2 separate regions of the Mus musculus genome follow, and region 2 is linked to region 1. Evidence: chromatin contacts called from public Hi-C data. All regions are on one chromosome and are shown on one strand. Each heading gives the region's core, a stretch centred on a gene start, on an enhancer-like site or on the middle of the called end of the contact. The rest is flanking DNA. Distances are from core to core; before and after follow the strand shown. Region 1 has its middle 110 kb from the start of Gm23217. Region 2 overlaps Trappc9 (trafficking protein particle complex 9).

Region 1 (3,698 bases), core at 623-3,122:
TTTTAAGTAAAGACGTCTTATGAGTCCCAGGCTGATCTTGACGTCATTACTTTCTATCTAAAGGGTGACCTCAAACTCTTCTGAATCTCCTACTTCCACTTCCTCACATTCTGGGGACTACAGGGGCATGCCACCATGCCTAGTTTAGCCCCCTCCCCTTTGTGAGGGCATATCAGATGTGCCCCTTCCTTCTCCATCAGCATTGCCCTAGGTGGGCTACTCAAGGACTTATCTCTTCCATGCTAGAAAGGTCACACAATCCACATCGAGCCAAGAATAATGTGTCCCTGGACTTGATGCTGTAACAAGGGAGCCAGTGTCAGAAAAGGACACAGGGAGAAGGGATCTAAGGGATGTCCTCGTCATAGCCATAGAATGATGATTCTCCAATGCTGGCCCAGCCTGCTTTCCATCATAGAGAGACAGTAAAATTCTTTCTCCTCCTTCTTGTGTTAGTGGCTGAATTGAAGTCACTTTGACTCAGAGTTCTGACACTTGAAAGAAGTATTATAAAAATACAAAGATCTCAGCAGCTGCTCAGTTCCACTTTGTTTGATTAAAAGCTGCTGTGTCCTCTGGGCAAACCCCCTGAGCACACCTTTTTACTCAAATTCAGCACACGAAATGTTTTTTTCTGCTTTGAGAAATATGCTTAAGGGCATCTTCTTAAGCCCCTACCCCAGGTGTTTCCCAATCACCGCTCTCTACCCACCTGCCCAATTAGCTTCAGGCCAGTCAGTTTCTGTCATGAGCTGAAATTGCCAGCTAGTCTACTAGCTTGCCTGAGATCGAAGCTCCTCGAGAAAGGAAATGCCAAAAGGGTAGAATTCACATATGTGTCCCGAGCTGGCTTCCCAGCATCCAGAAGAACACCTGGCATCTGGCACCATCCAAGAGCATCCGCTAAATCAGTGAATAAAGGAAATAAAAGAGAAAGAACGCTCTCTAAAGCTGTGGGTGTTTTTAATGTGTGCACATGTGTGTGCAGATGCACCTAAATGTGTGTGTGTGTGTGTGTGTGTGTGTGTGTGTGTGTGTGTGTGTGTGAATGCTCGCGTGCATGCATGCGAAGGCCACAGGTCAACCTTAGGTATCATGCCTCAGGTATGATCTACTGTGTATTATGAGACATGTGCTTGCATTGGCCAAGCAGGCTATGATTTCTTTTTGAGATGCAGTCTCTCATTGGCCAAGCAGGCTAGGCTGGCTGGCCAGAGAGCCCTTCTGTTGCTAAGGAGATCACCTCCTGTCAAAGAAGCTATTTCTGGTTTTCAATACCCCAGTGCCTGAAAATAGAGCTTCCTACAGAAAATGAATGTTATGTTAGAAGGTTTGCCTGTTTCTGGTTTTCCCTGGAGGATGGGAGAGTGGCTTCTTCAGGTTGATTAGAGCCCAGTGGGGTTCCTGTGGTATCTCTCTTCTCCCCACACAGTTATAACACCTCACATGGCAACCATTCTCTATGACCTCCTTCTTGAACTCAAGTTACCTTGACCAACACTTGCCTAGTCCAGTTAGTAAAGCAGTTCTTAAAAACTGGGACCGGTACGACTTGAAATGAGTCTAATCTAGCACCCCTACCAATCCATAATTATGTGCCCCTAGGTCACCTCCTTCTCCAGCCAGGGAAATGTTAGGGGCAACCTGGAGCTGGACCCAAGCTGCCAAAGCATGAAGCAGTAGAGTGAGAGCTGCCATCTGTGTCTTGCTGTGAGAGCCCCTGAGAGACATCTGGAGCCAGCACCTGTCTCCAAGCAGGACAGCTGGCCTGGTGCCCACTTAATCCATGGGATGGAGAACTCTCTTCTCTCCCAAGTACACAGGCAGGCAGGCAGGCAGGGGCACGTGAAACACGGTGGCAGCTTGAGCTTACTCTGGTTGGCATGTTGGAGCAGTGGGAGGTGCCATGTGGCACCAAGATTGTCTATCTCATGCCCTGGCTGGCATCCCTCAACCCCAAGGTTTAAGTCAGTCTGAATCATTGTCAGGATATATGGGGATCTCTGCCAAGGAGAAGGAAAGATGGTGAGCTCTGAGCCATGTTGGAGCCCAGAGAAACCAGGATCCACTGGGATAATGAAGAAGCCACTGGAGAGTGTTGACTCAACTCAGGAAAAGATCAGGGTGTGTAACCTTTGACTAAGGGACAAGTAAGGCTTTCTTAACAAATGCCAGGCAGAAAAGACAGCGAAGGGTAGATGAGCAGGCTTCTCAGGGCATAGCAGAGCATGGCTCCTCTAAAGATTCATGGAAGGTATACAATTTAAAATAGTTCTAGAGGCAAATAATTTTCTGCTCTCAGATACAAACAAATACACTACGCAAGGTAAGAAATGAACACATAGTCAAGAGTCTCAAAGATCTATCTTTAATTAAATTACCCTGTAAGGAATTTCCTTTTTAAGAAATATTTTTATTAATCTTTGGAGAATTTTATATTTTGATCATATTCACCTCTCAACTCCTCCCATGATCTTTTTTCTACTTCCATTCAATGTTGAGTCTTTTTCCCCCTTTGGAGTTCAATGTGTGCTACCTGTGTACAACTTGGGTATAGGGACAGTCACTGAAGTGTGGTCCTTACAGAAAGCAGATGCTCCCTCTCCCAGCAGCTATGAGTTACCAACATTTTCTTAACCAGGAGTGGGGTTTTTGTACCTACATCTCCATCTCATTGCTAGTATTCTGTCTACAGCTCTTGTGCATGTTGTTATAGTCCTGTGACATAACCTGTGCAACTGCCAATCACGTGTGGCTAAACAGATCCTAAGTCCTAAAAGAGAACATATTACTAATATTCAATAAATGGGCATAGTCTTGAACTGACTCCTAAGTGAGTTGTCACTGTATCTGTAGATTGGCTCGTCCCTTACCCCCTCAGCCCTCATCAGAGAAACTTCCTTTTGTAGTAGATGGTGATTAACAGGGACCCACAACTAGTCAAGAAGTAGAAAATAAGAAACTGCAGAATGCTTAGCTCTAAATAAGATTACCTTGGAAGAGAGGGCAGAAAAATAGCAAGAGCCAGAGGTGATAGATGTCTATAAAATAAAACAACACAAAACAATGCTCCTGTTAAGCATTTCTTAAGGTCACTTTCTGGTATGCACACACATACCCTATTTAATCCATTAAAGCATTCTTCTCTCAAAGGAGCAGCCATGGCTATGAAATGCCCTGACAAAGCTTAGAATAAATCAATGTAGCTCAGTTGAAAACAAAGTTATGGAACCTCAAAATACCACCTCCCCACAGATTAAAACCTGCCAAAACCTTATTGATGAACACAAAGCAGGTTTGAATAAACAGAGAAGGATAATGAGTTCCAGGCAGGCACATTCTGTGCTGGAGAATTAACTGTCAGTTTTCATCAAATTAAGTTAAGCTTCTACAACTCCAACCTATGTACCAATGTAAAGCTTCAAGAAGCATTTCTAAAAGTTTTTCTGAAAAAAAATGTTGAACACAGAGAAATAGCCAAAATAAGTTTTCAATAAACACACCAGGTATAATTTGTCCCTTGAAGCAACAAATGTAGTAGGCCTAAATAATTTAAATAATTTAAATACTATTCTGAAATTGTGTAGGAAGGCTGAACAAAACAGAAAACCTACAAACAGGTTGAAGCACAGAAAGTTTAATCATGTCAGATGTCGTATTTAAAATTAGCATGTTAGAAAAAGAATAGTGAATCAGGC
Region 2 (3,698 bases), core at 577-3,076, 660 kb after region 1:
CACCAATTGTTCTGGAACTTAGAGATGTGAGGAGGCGGAGGACGGGGCCACGCTGCGACCCTCAGAAGCTGGTCTAGTTTTCCAGACACTTCCTCAGTAGCACTTTCTCGTAAGGTCACCTGCCATTTTCTGTTGAAAACAAAAATGTATTCAGTCCCTCAGGCAGCCTAGGGTGGGGGAGGGGAGCTGCCACCGGGTTGGGCTTTTGGAATCACACAAGCGAGGGAGCGAGGGGGACTGAAAGAACAATGGGAGACTTTGTGAGCTGAGCTGGGTCTCACCCCTCAGTTTCCCTGTCTTTAAAACTGGCTGCAAGTGGTGAGGAAAGGAACTGACGAGACCTTTCTCAGGGTCTGCTCAGCACCAGATGGAGCCGCCACAAGCCCCACCAGCCAGCTACAGGGGAGACAGTCATCGCAGCCTGTGCATCTTTCTTTGTTGCACCTTGCTCTACATTGCAACAGTGCTTATGCTCCTGGGATGAAGGCCTCCCGAGCTGCTCCTCCGCAGAAGGTATCCAATGGGAGCGTGGTCTTTGTTTCTGTAGATCTGACTCACTTGGGAATTGTTTGCCTCCATGTCTTTTGTTTATCAGCCGGTTTCCCCTCCTCAGCGCCGGCCAGTGTGGACCATGACTGTCTGCAGCTCACTGGACTTCAGGAGCAGGCTAGCAGGCAGGCAGACAGAAACACTTTGCCTAGAGTCACTCCTGCCCATCCCAGAGGCAAGGGAAGGGAAGGGAAGGAACACAAAGGGTGCATGAACACGTGTCCCAGGGACCCCTCACCTCTAAGCCACCATCTTCTTTGGTGCCTGAATCATTGTTCCTTTTCCTAACCTCCCTCTGCAGATAGGGGTGGCTACATTTAGACCACAGAATCTCAAGGAACAGATTCCTACTTCAAGAAGTCTGTGAATGGATGCCAGTGAGGTTTGCAGCCTCCTTGCCACCCTGCTGTTCCCAGACGGTGTGCAGCGGCACTAAGTAAAGGAGAGAGGTGGCTGCTTGCTCTCCACAGAAGACAAGCTGAGAGGGTGCTGCATGGCTCCTCTATTCACAAACAGGGGAAAATGATGACTCAAGTCCCAGCCCCTCTGTTCTCATATGAACCTTGTCATTTGCCTGTGAAACCCTCATGACCATTGCACAGATCTGTACACAGCCAGCTATTTGTTGCCATTTGGGAGTGCCAGATAATTACCAGAAATCACTCGCCTAAACCAGCCAACACACGCAGGTCACCCTGTGCCTGCACAGGGAAGAGGGACTCTGCATCTATTTTGCAGAGCACCGATAAAGACAGTTTTATCCTCCAGTTCTGAGGTTTTGGATTTTTGAGACAGAGTTTCTCTGTGTAATATCCCTGACTGTCCTGGACTCCCTTTGTAGACCAGGCTGGCCTGAAACTCAAGAAATCTGCCTGCCTCTGCCTCCTGAGTGCTGGGATTCAAAGTGTGTGGCACCACCAGCTCATGCAGGGATTCTGAAAGACAGATGGAACTTGCACTAGTCACATCTCCATTCCTTCCCAAATGTCCGCCATTTGCCGCCGAAGTCCTTCGTTACCATCAGCTCCACAATGGATCACACTTGATTAAGAACCAAAAGCTTGTTCTATTTCAGAAAAACTCCAGGCCCTTCTCTTTACTGTGATTATAAAATCCCACCAGAACTCATTATTTTGCTGCCTTGTCAACTAGCAGACAAACATCAGGATGAGACAAGGACCGCAAAGTGCCTTCCTCCTCCGGCAGAATTCAAAGGCTGGTAACCGCCCTGTGCCGCAGGCAGGGCCACAATTGCCACAGAGCATTGCTGCCCTCTAGTGTTTGCCTGACGCCGAGCAAGATGATAGCAGAGCTGATCCAAACTACAGGGCCCCACTGTGAATAGATAGCAGGTTGCAGTAAGTCCAGATCTCCTCCCTTTAATCTGCAAAGCGGACTTCAGTAACTGCAGAGAGTGAGGGCCCACAGGTCTGTAGAAGAGGAGCAGGGCTGGGAAGCCTGGCAGCCACCCACTACTCTAGCACCAGCTAAGCCCAACAGACTCCACTCCCCAGACCTTTCCGGTCTGCTTGGAGCCTCTTCTGTGTTCAAAGCTGTCTCCTGAACCGCCTGGGCCTGATAACAGCAGTAGCCCACTGCAGAGCTGTGGAAGGACACAGGACCATCTAACCTAAATCCAGCCTCCCAGCTACAAATAATTCAAGGCTTCCCTGGACCTTTCCAGTCTACCTGAGAGGCCTAGCACTCTTCACTCAGAAGCATGGATTACAATTAAGGTGCCACCCTCTTGCCCTTGAAGTACCCTTGCCCTGTGTATTGCCCTCACTGACCTTTGGCAAACCTACACCAGCATGACCCCTGCTGTCTCTCCATGCTCCAGGCCAGTGAGGCCCTAGCAGCCCACCTCAGACACTCAGGTGGTCTTTTTCCCTCATCATGGGTCCTTGCCCTGTGAAGCAAGCCCTTCGATGCCCAGGGTCTCAGTCAGTGCACATTTCACTAAGTTTGTGTATGCCTGGCATGGGGCATCCCTCCCTCCAGTCCTCTACAAGGACTATAGCCTTAGCATCCCTAAAAAACACAGCTTCAGGGCAGGCGAGATGGCTCAACAGCTAAAGGTGCTTGTCACTAGCCTAACTAAGCTCAATTCTTGGGACCCATAACGGGGAGGAGAGAACAGACTATCCAAGACACACACACACACACACACACACACACACACGGCTTGGCCCATTGTTGAACCCTGGATAGAACCAAGTCAAACAGTTAACTTCAGCATGACTAGAGACAGACATCTATCTCCTCTTGTGCCATTTCCCAGGTAACTGAAGTTTCCATATCAAAGGACCCGGTTTTTGCCTCTCCTGGAAACCAACAGAGAGCAGAACTTGGGGGCCTCCCCTCAGGACACAGGGTGCAGCTGGCTCCCAGTGCTCCCCCACTTTGAAGGCATAGGTGCACTTCCCCACATGAAATGGCCAGCAATACTGGTGGAGTCTTTCTTTAGGGGCGTAATTCTGTGTTTGTCTCTTCCTCTGTGGTTGAGCTGACGACTGACAGTTCAGGTACTCTGAGGCAGCCTCACTCTGGTGACTGACTTGGGGAGCCAGGCCCACAGACCAGCCTGAGGGCAGCACGGGGCTCTACAGCAAGCAAGACTCAGAGAGGTCAAGGAGCTCGAGCTCCAGGCACTTGTAAGCCGTCTGATGGGTGCTGGGGGTGGAACTCTGGTCCTCGGCAAGAGCAGGCAATATGTGCTCATAGCCAGAGCCATCATGCCAGCCTCTGGTTAACTATTAAGTTATCGTCCTCCAAAAAAAAAAAAACCTCTAAGGTGAGCATGGCAACTATTGGAGGTGGGGATGGGTGTCTGGCTATGAGCACGCTTCCTGCGTGTTCTGGTGGGATTATCTCAAGTCCCTGCTGCCCTCTACCCTCCCCACATGGCGGCCTACCCGCTACTGCATCTCACCCTTATCCAGCCCAACAGAGGTCTCACCCGCCCACAGGACGTTTGTTGTCCGCCTTTTGCCTCTCAGAGCCCAGCTGACTGAGGTTTAGTGGCTGTCTGCAATTACTCTGCCTCATTCTCCTCAGATACCAGTCTTTCTGTTTCAGCCTATCTGCTTTCCCCAAACAGTTCAGACTCAAGATACCTCATGCTTTCCTAGAGGTCGGCCGGCAAGCCA

Evidence for each region. A called contact is a pair of places that touch in the nucleus more often than the background predicts.
Region 2: a Hi-C map of cerebellum shows a contact between it and region 1, with 4 times the contacts expected there. The contact joins two enhancer-like sites. A contact is called at or near these places in 1 of 15 datasets of contacts at CTCF or cohesin (large pre-B cells), 11 of 484 Hi-C or Micro-C datasets (the G1E-ER4 cell line, the HPC-7 cell line, the N1E-115 cell line and 5 more) and 1 of 9 other capture datasets (embryonic stem cells).

Annotation. Positions count from the first base shown.
Region 1 is chr15:72,359,004-72,362,701 of GRCm38.p6, forward strand. No RefSeq gene overlaps it. Among named protein-coding and RNA genes, the nearest start is that of Gm23217, 110 kb to the left of the region's middle. Within about 2 kb of position 1,873, at least 20 of the 459 cell types and tissues checked have an H3K27ac peak or open chromatin away from gene starts, as enhancers often do. A contact at or near this core is called in cerebellum, cerebral cortex and cortical neurons, where this site is marked.
Region 2 is chr15:73,021,270-73,024,967 of GRCm38.p6, forward strand. The region is part of intron 6 of Trappc9 (trafficking protein particle complex 9); the gene reads right to left. Among named protein-coding and RNA genes, the nearest start is that of Trappc9, 38 kb to the right of the region's middle. RefSeq lists an enhancer at 1-2,050. Within about 2 kb of position 1,827, at least 29 of the 459 cell types and tissues checked have an H3K27ac peak or open chromatin away from gene starts, as enhancers often do. A contact at or near this core is called in cerebellum, cerebral cortex and cortical neurons, where this site is marked.